3 separate regions of the Mus musculus genome follow, and all the other regions are linked to region 3. Evidence: chromatin contacts called from public Hi-C data. All regions are on one chromosome and are shown on one strand. The core of a region is the stretch at or near the end of the contact, and the rest is flanking DNA. Distances in the headings are between cores, read along the strand shown.

The links. A called contact is a pair of places that touch in the nucleus more often than the background predicts.
Region 1: a Hi-C map of uterus shows a contact between it and region 3, with 2.9 times the contacts expected there. The contact joins two enhancer-like sites. A contact is called at or near these places in 3 of 484 Hi-C or Micro-C datasets (bone marrow-derived macrophages and uterus) and 2 of 115 datasets of contacts at active chromatin or transcription factors (hepatocytes and memory CD8 T cells).
Region 2: a Hi-C map of liver shows a contact between it and region 3, with 1.5 times the contacts expected there. The contact joins two enhancer-like sites. A contact is called at or near these places in 1 of 39 promoter capture datasets (stem cell-derived epiblast-like cells) and 3 of 484 Hi-C or Micro-C datasets (all in liver).

Annotation. Positions count from the first base shown.
Region 1 is chr9:77,854,905-77,858,775 of GRCm38.p6, reverse strand. No RefSeq gene overlaps it. Among named protein-coding and RNA genes, the nearest start is that of Gm34654, 4.9 kb to the right of the region's middle. Within about 2 kb of position 1,260, at least 35 of the 459 cell types and tissues checked have an H3K27ac peak or open chromatin away from gene starts, as enhancers often do. A contact at or near this core is called in bone marrow-derived macrophages and uterus, where this site is marked.
Region 2 is chr9:78,160,973-78,165,258 of GRCm38.p6, reverse strand. It overlaps Cilk1 (ciliogenesis associated kinase 1), which reads right to left. Exons shown (of 14, transcript NM_019987.2): 12 at 600-728. Among named protein-coding and RNA genes, the nearest start is that of Rn7sk, 13 kb to the left of the region's middle. Within about 2 kb of position 1,773, at least 9 of the 459 cell types and tissues checked have an H3K27ac peak or open chromatin away from gene starts, as enhancers often do. A contact at or near this core is called in liver, where this site is marked.
Region 3 is chr9:78,020,923-78,024,779 of GRCm38.p6, reverse strand. No RefSeq gene overlaps it. Among named protein-coding and RNA genes, the nearest start is that of Gm23609, 8.8 kb to the right of the region's middle. Within about 2 kb of position 2,014, at least 175 of the 459 cell types and tissues checked have an H3K27ac peak or open chromatin away from gene starts, as enhancers often do. A contact at or near this core is called in bone marrow-derived macrophages, liver and uterus, where this site is marked.

The DNA.
Region 1 (3,871 bases), core at 11-2,510, 170 kb after region 3:
AAGAACGGGTTAGATCCTTGTTCTATAACAAGTATGTGAAACTTCAGGCTAAATTAACACCAGGAAGCTGTTGTTAATACTTTCACTTACACGAGTTACCCAGCACTCTGAGATTCACAAAGACAGAGAGCAGGATATGGCTGCTATAGGCTGTGGAGGGAAAAAGGAACTCCTTTGGCTGGGCTGAATGCAGCACGAGATGAGTGCGTTGTAACATTGTGCATTGCACAATAACCTATACATACCCCAAGATACTAAGCTATGAAACAGTTGAGATAATTTCATATTATTTTTAAACATAGTTATAAAACAAACTCAGCTATACCATTTAAAGGAACCTAATTGCACCATTAATACCTTGCATGTGTAATAATTGCATTGTTTATATATTGTATAATACCAAGCATATTCTTGGGTCCTATCTGCACTCCAAGGTCAGAGGCTTGCTCAAGAGGGAAGGACGGTCACTAGTGTGTCATTTCAGTATTCTGCCTCCCACACAGTAAGACGAGAACAAGCTACTTTTTCAGGGACATTTTCTTTTCTTCAACTTTCAGGTCCCTGCTTAACCTCAGGAGGTCTGGATTCTACTGTGTTTATGAGACAGAATTTCCTTCATTTATGAGACTCAGTGATGCCTGAGCACAGTTCCTAGTGGTGGACACACATTTTTCCAGAATGGAATGACATTTCATTTTGGGGGTTTTAGAATTCATTTTAGATTAAGCTGTCTATGGCAACTCTATCTGAGATAACCATCAAAGCCTGTTTCAGAGAACTCTATTGTTGGTTCCATTTTTTTCCCTCCAGTTTAAAGATTAAACAATACCCTTGAGAAAACCTGAACATGATGTCATGCCTAAGGGACTAGTGTAGAAGGGTTATGTGTGAGCGTGCCAGGACTGTGAATGGAATTTAAGGGAGTGGATGGGCACAATTGAAGCCATTAACACAGTTGGCAGAGGCAAGCTAGTCATGATGCTAAGAGAAAAGTAGGCAAAAAAACCCAGAAGTTAAAGCTTAATATGCAGCATATTGCATTCTGAAAGCAGAGAGACAACCTTATCACATACGTACATGTGTCGCAGACCTGGGTAGCAGATGTATAGAAGACCCTGCTATACTTTCTTCTCTGCTGTAGTCAGAGCATGAGCTTCCGAGTGAGGGGTGCAAGCTGCTCACACATTCAGCATCTCTCTCCTCGTGCCCTCATTTTCAGATGTTGGATGGCTGACACAGCTCTCACGGGATAGATTAGTATGGCTCGTTTAATAATTTGGATCATTAACCTGTTAGATGACCCCATAGTTCACTCAGCTTAATGTTTCCAAAGTAGCACACGGAGTCTGAGGAGCCATTTTCCTCTGAAGATGGAAGTCTGAGGAGGCTGTCTTGGCTGTGTGCCTGCCTAGCTGTGGACATGAGAGGAGCCCTGAGCTACAGAAGAGAGGTGATGCTCTCCCTCCCTAGACACCATGCTTTATTTAGATTTTCCTGTTTCAAAGCTCTAACCCCTTCAATGCTTTCAGGCCATCAATCTGCACCCTGGTGGTTAAGTGTGGCCTATTTCATTTCAAATCCATCCTTTCATACCGAACAAAAGAAGTACACTAATGGAGTGGCCTAATTGGTAACAACTGTGGGAAGTCTAGCTTCTTCTGATGGAGCAGTTTGCCTGCAGACCAGGACCGAGTCTGTGGAAAACTGGATGATTCAGGATCAGCTGAATATCCTGGATAATTCAGGATCAGATTTGAGGACTCTGAGCAACTGCCAGACTCTAGGGGTGTCAGGAGCCATCATAGGACAAGCTAATAACTAGCAGGTGAGCTTCCTGAGATGAGTCTGCATTGGATGAATAAATAAGCCACGACAGATTTGCTCCCATAGGCAAGGCCCAGGAGAAAATCATTTTAGCAAAGATTCTTGCTATTAATATGCTTTTTCTGTTATTATTAAACATATATAACAATCGCTAGGTATTGACCCACACTTTTAAGCAGATCTCTGCAGAACAATGAAGATATATTGTCTTGTGGTGATGCTATATAGACAAATGGATGACTTCTTAATTCTTAATGATGATCCTGTAAGAACTCCTAAAATTTTGTCAGTATTTATTAAGCTCTTTTATGATAGTCAAAACTACAATGCCAAGAATTGGCAAGAACTCTGCCAAGAATCTAAGTGTCACCAGTTAATCGTTTCTACAACTCAGAGCACATTCCAAATGGTTGTAAAACTATTAACCAACGGTCATAAAAAGGGAACTATGATTTATTATAGTTGCTAGGGCAGAAGATAAAATATTGACTGGGTTTATTTATACAAAACTTCACTAATAACTTAGTTATGTTTTTTAACTCTCTGTGAACCTGTGGATCTGTGACAGATGATGAATGTTTAGCCAGATAATTACTCCTAATGGATGTGCACGTAAACATTCACTGTTGTAAACTTCTTATTCAATTTATGATTTGAATTTATGTGTAAACTTGCGATGAACTTTTTTTTTTTACCATGTGAACATGTATTCTGAAAGATGTATAAGTGCTGAGGACAAAGAGAAGAGACAGAACTGAGCTGAGGAGAACTTTTTAGACAGAACACTTTTTAGACGGAGCTGAACAGAACTTTTTAGAACAGAAACGAGGGTAAGTTTTTAGTCAGGACACAAGAGAACCTTTTAGAGAGAACTGAACTCAAGAAGAACTTAGAAGTAAAGGCACAGCCTTGGGAGAAAAGGCATTGAGATTAAGAGCAGTATTGTGACATCAGAGCAGGAGGAGTACAAGATTAAAAGGAGAATGCAGAGTGGAATAACTTAGAAACTATAGGTAACATAAAAAACTAAGAGAGCACTGTGCAGAAAGGCAGAGGGAAAGAGGAAAAAAGAAGAAGCTGCAGAGATCAGAAGGAGCAGGCAGGCTTCTCCTTACCATGCAACAGAACAGGTCTTTTCTTAATAACAAGGCAGACTTAGTCTTATTAAAAGAAACAAAGTTTCTTCTTACAAAATTAAAAATTCATTTAGCATTAAAAGAGTAGAAGCCTTTTCTTTCTTTATGCAATAAAGATTGGAGCTCATTTTTCATCCAGAACGAGTGGGTTCTTTCTGCACTGGTGCTTGGTCTTTTGATCCAAATGCATATGTAAGTATAGATGTGTAAGTATGTAATTGTGAGAATGTATACAAGATGGAACCAACTGGTTTGAATGGAAGTGTATAAATGTGTATGCATGAATATGTATATGAATTTATGTGAATTTATACACATTTGCTTATGTAAAAGTTTTCCCTTCAGGGAAAACTGATTCTCTTCTCTTGGTTCAATAGAAGTTTATTGCACTAAACTTTCCCCTAGCCTGACAAGCAAGAGACTTCCGGATAAAAGGGAAAAGGCTCTTAGCAATTAATCCTTTACTTAATCTCCTGCTGTTTTAGGATAAGGTGCTAAATGCCAGAGACTGCAGTCTCTGGCCTCAGAGGAACACAGAAGGCAGGTCAGCTACATTAGTAAAGTAACTTAGACTTAGATAAGTAAACTTTTTATTATTATACAGCAACTCTATGTATCTAGTAGACAAAAGTCTTACCCTATGCCTACACTTTTCCCCCTTCTGCTACTTTAAGGAGAACTGAGAAGAAAAAAGAAGACCACACTGGGGCTGGCCCCTGGCAAGTGGCCTGGAGACACACATTGCAGGGGTTTATAAAGACAAACCCACAGGCATTGTTAATTCCTAAAAACTACAACTCCCAGTGTTCCAGGAGGTTACCTAGTCCTTGGGAAGGTGAGGGTTACAGGTTAATTTTGGGCATTAGAATTTGGAGGACATCATGCAGAGAAGATTATGTGAAGCTGAATTC
Region 2 (4,286 bases), core at 524-3,023, 140 kb before region 3:
TGTTCTTCGGTGGCATGACGGGTACCTGGGCACGGCATTCCTACATGAACCCTAATGTAAGAAGGTTCCGGGGAGCGGCGAGGGTTAGGTGTGCACTGGGTGCCGTGTAGAGCACTCGGCCAGGGAAACAGCACGGGGAAATTGTCTACCTGGCTAGCCATTTTGGAGGACTTTATTTTAAAAAACAGTCTGTCCACTTTCCAACCAGAAGGGACTCTGCTGCTCTGGGCAGGGCAGGTTCACAGTCAGGAAGTCCAGCAGAGAAGTCCAGACTAACACTGACTTTAGGAGCCAGGTGTCCAAAGCACAGCAGGGCATCCGAGGTTAGATTTGGTAAGTCTGTAAACTTGGTTTTTGGCTTCCTCCTGGGTCAGGGAGGACTGCTCCACTCCCAACCTCCCCTGAGGACAGAACCTTTGGGGAGCTGGCTGAACCCCTAGGGCTGCTACAAAAGGGAGAGCAGGGCAGGGAAACTGAAGAGATGCCTGCGTCTCAGACAGAAGGGCCCCATGCCATAGTTCTCTAGGAGACTTCCTCCAGCCCCACAACATCAGGAGAATTGGCCTCTGGTCACTCAGGAGTTAATAACTGTTACTTGCCTGAAGTTATTTTGCTCACTACTGATACTGTTCCTGAAGATTTTCCAGACAAGCCGGAACTGGACCATGAATTTGATGGAAGAAAGTCCTTGCCTGGATTTGGGAGCACGCCATTTCTTATATTTATTCCTAGAGGAGAAGAAATGAGCTTTCAATGCAAAATAAACCAGACAGATAGAAACAATGGTACATCTACACGAAGGATATTAATCAGTCATAAGGAGACCAGGAGCTCGCCATTTGTCTGATACGGACTTTAGACAAGGGAAACGCACTAACACACAAAGACAAGGGAAACTAACACACACAAAAAAAGATTACATGACTTCACTAATATGTGGAGTCTGTCTGTGGTTATGAGACTAGCCTTTAATGACTGAGCCATCTCTCCAACCCTATACATGGGACCTAAAAAAAAAATTCAAATATACATAGATTATAAAATAAATACAGAGAGAAAATTCAAAACAAAACAAAACAAAACAACAAAGCCCAAAAAACTCAAGCCAACAAGTTACCAGGTGTCTAGGGACAAAATGGAGACGACGTGAGGGCAGGTCAGAGAAGAGGGTGCAATCTGTGAGTCTTTTTTTTTCTTTTTCGAGACAGGGTTTCTCTGTGTAGCCCTGCCTGTCCTGGAACTCACTCTGTAGACCAGGCTGGCCCCAAACTCAGAAATCCACCTGCCTCTGCCTCCCAAGTGCTGTGATTAAAGGTGTGCAGCACCTCTGCCCGGCACAATCTGTAAGTCTGATCACCTAAGAACCACAGGCAACACAACTGTACTACGTATGACATCTTTTCTAAATTAGTAGGTGTTTGCTGTTCTTGCCATAATAACAACTAATATAGCCGGGCGTGGTGGCGCACGCCTTTAATCCCAGCACTCGGGAGGTAGAGGCAGGCGGATTTCTGAGTTCGAGGCTAGCCTGGTCTACAGAGTGAGTTCCAGGACAGCCAAGGCTACACAGAGAAACCCTGTCTCGAAAAACAAAAAACAAAAAACAAACAAATAACAACTAATATTAACTCCACGAGACCGTGGACACTGTTAGGGCCAAAGCACCCCACCCCTCCCCCACCCTAGCGGCAGTGCCACTGCCAAGGTTGTAAATGATGCTCTGGTCTCATCGCAGGCTGCACTCTGACAGGGTAAACAGAAGGCTTGCCAGTGGATAAACAAAAGCCCCAAACCAGCATGCCTGAGGAACTTGTGATGTGGGCTAGGAAGAGCCACAACCTCCCTTAGCTCCACTGCAGCAGCAGACAGCCTTCTGCAATGCTGCATCTATTAACACACGCTTACGAGACCGACTAACGTCCCCAGACTGGCTCCCAGGTGGCCAGGCTCGCACACCTCCCTAACCTTCCTCCTTTAAAGCTGGTAGCTTTTACACCTTTTGTTATTCTCTCTGACCTCCGAGAGATAGCCAGGTCAATTCTGAATTTCCCCAAATAAACCATTCCTTTCACCAGTGGTCCAGTCTGGTGGTTTCATTGCACCCTTGCTGAGCTGGTTTGGATGGCAGTGGCCCCCACAGGCTCATGTATCTGAGGCTTGGTCAGTAGGGAGTGGGGCTACCTGAGAGGGATTAGGAGGCGTGGCCTTGGGGGAGTGGGCTTCCAGGTATCTCTTCATAACAACAGAACAGTGACAAAGCACATGCTTACAGTCACTCTAGTACATTTCTTACAATTTATGTATTGCCTGTGACATTGCTAGATACCTTAATCAGACATGGCAAAGTTTATTTGAAACATAAAATAAATCTATACCAAATTTCAAAAATGAAAGTAACACAGAACATAAAAAATTTCTGTGGTTAAAAAAAACAAAAAACAAACAAACAAAAAAAAAAAACACTCCAGCAAAACCCAAAAATATAGAAACTGGTGACATCACGTGACAGACACAAAGGGAAGAGGCCATCTTGGAGTGGAAAACATTGTCTCATTTGCAGCCAGTCTGTGGGGTTTTCTTATGCTTCAGCTAACAGATCTGTCCCTGCTTACCTTTCTGGTCCCCTCCCTCCCTCAGGAGGACTCCTTCAAGGACTCCTAAACATTTGAATCTTCCCTCTTCCCAGTGACTTCTAGGTTCTCTCCATTCCTCACTGATACCCCATGCCACAGCTCTGCAGCCCCTGGCTTCTTTTTGTGTCTGTTATCTGAGGTTCCACTTTCCCCCACGGCCTGGATCACCTCACCATTAGCGGCTGATGACATCGCTGTGCGTGCGGACATGCCTCATTAATGCTGCTCCTTCAGATGCGAGGCCACCCAGGACAGAACATAGAAGCTGTGAGGCCATCAAGACAAACGTTTACCATGCTCCATGCTCCTGCCAAAGCCAGCCTCCACAGCCGTTCTATAGAACTGAAGCTTACAGTCTACTCATCCATTTCCTCAGACCTGGGTCCCTCCACATTTGTCACCACGAGAACCATCACTGCAGACTTCTAGGATGATGTCAAAACCCTGATAGCCTGCCTGGACCCATCATACCCCCAACCTCAAGTGAAGCATTTACTGCATCTGGAGGCTTTACTTCGGAACTGCAGTACTTCCAGACTGGCTTCCCCTTCTCTTACCCAGATGACAGTCATAGCTTGCTGGGCCCTAACTGTAGACTCATATCCTCCAATTAAGCTTGCTGGGCCCTGACTGTAGACTCTTATCAGGATTTTCCCTATTTAAAAAAAAAAAATGAAACTCAGCATAGTGAAGTGATACACAGCTTTAATCTCAATACTCAGGAAGCTCTCTGTAAGGATCTCTGTAAGTTCAAGGCCAGCCTGGTCAATATGGTGAGTTCTAGTACAGCTAAGGCTACATGGTAAGGTTCAGTAAAACAACAACAACAACAACAACACCCATGCCAAAACACAAACCACCAACAACAACATGGGATCCAGATATTTGACCAGGTCTCCACAGAGAGCTCGTGCCACACCCCCATGCCTTCCTCCCCTGCTCTGCACACACTGCCATGGTACAGTTTCTCTCACGGCTAAACCTTTCCTGCCTCTAGGCCCTGGTGCTTGCTTTCCCTGTGGCCTGGTGTGCTCTTCTCTTGGTTTCTGCATTTGGTTCTTCCTCGATTTTTGGTGCCCAGCCAGTTGCTCAGAGGAATCTTTCCTGGCCAGGGTGTCACCATCTGTGATGACGACTGTGTGTCGGAGTCTCACCGTGAGTCTGTGAACTCCACTCACCTTCATCTGCAGGGTAGTGAACATGATGCCACTGTGCGGCTGTGAACGTGAAGAAGCTACCTGGAGCTGTGCAATTCTGGAAGGCAGGGTGGGTGTGCATGTGCGAGGGGCGTGTGTGTGTGTGTGTGTGTTCTGTCATGACGTTCTCAGTGCTTAGCATACAGTGGCCGCTTGATACATAGACTGTTGAGTTAATCTGTGAGTGGATGATCGGATAATGGTTGGAATCTAAAGTCTGGAGAGAGGCTTGGGCACTTACCAAAATACAAAGTTTAATGTCTATGGTACTTACAAAATACAAAACTTAGTATCTATAGTACTGCCCAGGATGTGCAACTAAACTCCTCCCTGGTTTCCTGAGTAGCAGAGACAAAGATGCTTCAGACATGCTCTCCAGTTCCTGCCAAGCCTTCCATCCTCAGAGATTCAGCTCATGTGTCCTACACTAAGTCTCTCATCTCAGGACGCCTATGTA
Region 3 (3,857 bases), core at 765-3,264:
TCTAGATTTATACACACATACACACGCAAGCACATACACACACACATGCACAAACACACGACATGTTCACTCTCACACATACTTCCACACACATGACACATTCATTCATGTAAACATTCACACTTTCCCTTACACAAACACACATACAAAATGGACACACACACACACACACACACACACACACACGGCAATTTTGGAGAAAGAAGGAAGCTGAAGGGGTGCAGATAGTAAGTCAACTAAGAGCAAAGTAAGGACATATGTGCATAATGATGTCATGGTGTGCATAATGATGTCATCAGGAAACCCATACATTTTTGCTTTGCTTTTTTAAAAAAGATGTCCCTAAAGCCAGGCACAGTGTCACATGACTGTAATCTCAGCACTGGGGAGGCAGAAGAATTGTGGTTTCGATGCCAGCCTGGACTACATAGCAAAACTCTATCTAAAAACCAAAAACCAAAAACAAACCCTCACTAATACAAGAGAAATGAGATGGATTTTTGTTTTGGTTTTTGGTTTTTGGTTTTTTGAGACAGGGTTTCTCTGTATAGCCCTGGCTGTCCTGGAACTCACTCTGTAGACCAGGCTGGCCTTGAACTCAGATATCCGCCTGCCTCTGCCTCCCAAGTGCTGGGATTAAAGACGTGTGCCACCACGCCCGGCTGAGATGGATTTTTAATATCATAAGCTCAAGTCAAGCTTTCTGAGTAGTGTAATCGCTAACACAATGCTTTTGCCTGCAGGCCTTGTCACCATGTTTGAAACTCCTGCCTCCTGAGAGTGCAGAGGAGGGAGTGAGTGAGTGGGCTGAAGGACAAGGAAGAAAAAGGAGGCAGGGGTCTGGGTAACACAGCTTGTGCACCCACAGAAGCTGCGGGAGCAGAGGTGAGGGGGCCGGAGGCTGAGGCACAGGTCCGAGTCTTAAATTAGTTAGTGAGTTGCGTCACTGGCTCTGAACCTGACCACCATCTTATCATAGAAAGCACCCCAAGAGGCCACCTTGCTCACAACCAAAACAGTCCCCGTTAGCCTCTACCCCAGACCTATGGTGGCCTTACCGCTTCTGATCTCCCTTGTAGTCAAATAAATTATCTCATTTGCTGTCTTTTCTGAAGAATTTTCAAAAAAAAAAAAAACCCACTAACAATGCATTCATTAGTTGTCTGAACCACATTTCAATTATCTCCCAATCATGTGCAGCTAATGTCTATGGCCTTGGTAAATGGAAACATGTTAACACAGAGAACTTGTGAATGAAAAACAGCCTGTCGCGGTGGGAAACATGGTGAGATGGCTTGCTGACAGCGGTGCTTGCTACCAAGGCTGCCACTCTGAGTTTGATTCCCCGAGTCCTACACGTGGAAGGAAGGAGTCAACTAGTGCAAATTGTCTTTTGACCTTTATATGTATACCTACACATGAATAAAAGTTTTTAATGTTAATGGGATTTTTAAAAAAATGTTTTGATAACAGTGAGTGGTGCTCTGGATGGTCTAAACACCCGTGACAGTCCTCAAGGGGTAAGGTGGACATCGGCTCCTAACGTGCACATACGTTCCAGGGTGTGTAACCGCAACCTAGAATGAGGAGGGGAAGTTGAAAAGAACAGAAAACCCTTACTGAGCAGGTAATCTGGACGTGATTTATCGTGGGAGGGAACAACATTGGCGAGTGATGGTTTGGGCAATTAGGAGAAGCTGTAATAGAAAGATTAGCTAAGGGCTGGAGAGATGGCTCAGTGGGTAAGAGTACCCGATTGGTCTTCCGAAGGTCCAGAGTTCAAATCCCAGCAACCACATGGTGGCTCACAACCATCCGTAACAAGATCTGACTCCCTCTTCTGGTGTGTCTGAAGACAGCTACAGTGTATTTACATATAATAATAAATAAATCTTAAAAAAAAAAGAAAGATTACCTAAGGTCCAAGTTAATAAGTCAACTATCCTTTGAATGTCATAGCCATGGCTGGCTGGCGTAAACTCCTGAAAGGGTCACTTTCATTTCCAGATGCCCTGACCTGGACCATCTCTGATCTGGCACACTGGGGACTCATCAGGATATCCAGTGATGTGGTGGGGGTAGAGGGGGCAAGGAGCTGTCAGAAGTTTTCAGAACAGCCCTAGGGCAGAAAAGCTAATCACACCAGGTCGAACATAAAGTTGTAAAGAGAAATAAAAGCATTCTTGATCCTACAGACTGGACTTTGTCTCCCACCCCACCCCATTAGCCAAATGTAAACCTTATTACATCAGAGCGGTCCTCAACCTTATCTGTGGTTTCAGTTCCCTGCTTAAATATGCTCTGAAATTGTTCAGTGGAAAGTTCTGAGCATAACCGATGCCTGTGCTGGAAACTACATTTTATTCTGAGCAGTATGATGAAATCTGTGTCCTGCCCTGCCCTGCATGGGGTATGAATCACTCCTGCTTCCTGTACACCCGGCTGTGTACACTCTGTGCCCATCAGTCAGCTGGCAGCACCGCCACAGCATCACGGTGCCTCTGTCTGGGTCTGGTGTCCACCTCAGCTTCAAGCATCCACTGAGGCCTTAGAGCCTACCCCTGGAGGAGAGTGGTCGGCAGACAGGAGCCCCAGACCTTTAGACAGCAAAATAACTTAGAGTCAGCCTGCAAGTCGATTCAGTGAGCTGTCACAGGTCCTCCGGACACTGTAACAGATGATATCTCTGGATCTTAATGGGCCAGCCAGGAGGGTCGAGGAGGCAGAAGCACAAAGCCAAAGAGTTTGAGAGACAGAAAGAGGCCACTGCAGCTGGAACATGGGAGATTGGCTCTTAATTTTCCCTTCATGCTTGAGTCTCAGCCAAATATCAGCGGGAGAAGACTCCCCCACCACAGAAGCCAAGCACCCCCACCTCCAGCAAGCCACTTTCCTTCACGGTCTGTCTTCACAGCTCACAATACCTAAGGAGGTTCTAGTGTGTGTGTTCATGGAAAGCGCATCCATCCGCCACCGATGGTCTAGGCCAGGAAGGTAGAGTCCAGAGCTTGCTAAAGGTTTGGATGTTACCTAAGATCCATGGAGGCTGCTGACAGGGAAGTGACTGGTTATTCTCGTTAGGATAGAATACAAGAAACTCTGGAGTTTATGGGCCAAGAGGCTTATTTAACACATAGTTCGGGAGGGTGGAAATCCCAGGCTGGTCAGCCACACGTGGCAAGAGCCTCATGTTCTGTTTTAATAGGTGGAAAAACAAGACCCGTGATATAGAGGACAAAGAACGAGGGTCAGCCTGACCTTACAACAACCTGCTGTCATGGTAACTGACTGGCCCAACAGAGGCATTCATTCCCGCATGGGGAGTGGGATGCCAGAGGAGGCTTTTCTTCCTTCGGACTGTTTGCCTGAGCTGTGGGGTGGTCGGGTTGGGGTGTGGAGAGCAGGAGAGAAGGCAGAGCCTGCAGCTGGGAGCAATTGCACTGAGGCGGAACGAAATTCCCTGTATAAGGAAGAAACCACAAGCTTATCTCTTTGGCAAGAAAAGCCTGAGAGATTTCTGCCACACTCGAGGATCAGACTGCTCCTCTCTGAAAATGTGAGGTCACTGGCTTAGACCTGGAGACCAAAGAAGCCCCCAGACAAGGCTGTGGATTTCAGCAGCTGAGCAGCTATGGGGAGAGAGATAGGCCTGAAGGACTTGTGGAAAAGGTGACCCAGCCTGCAGAAGAGTCTACGCAGACCTAAGTTGCTGACAAATGACCTCATCTTGCCAGAGTAGAAGAGTTTGTTTATTTTAATTTTATTTGTAAAATAAATAATAAAGAGTTTTTGCCTGCATGTATGTCTGTGTACCACTTATATGTCCGAGGAGTCACTGAATTCTCTGGAACTGAAGT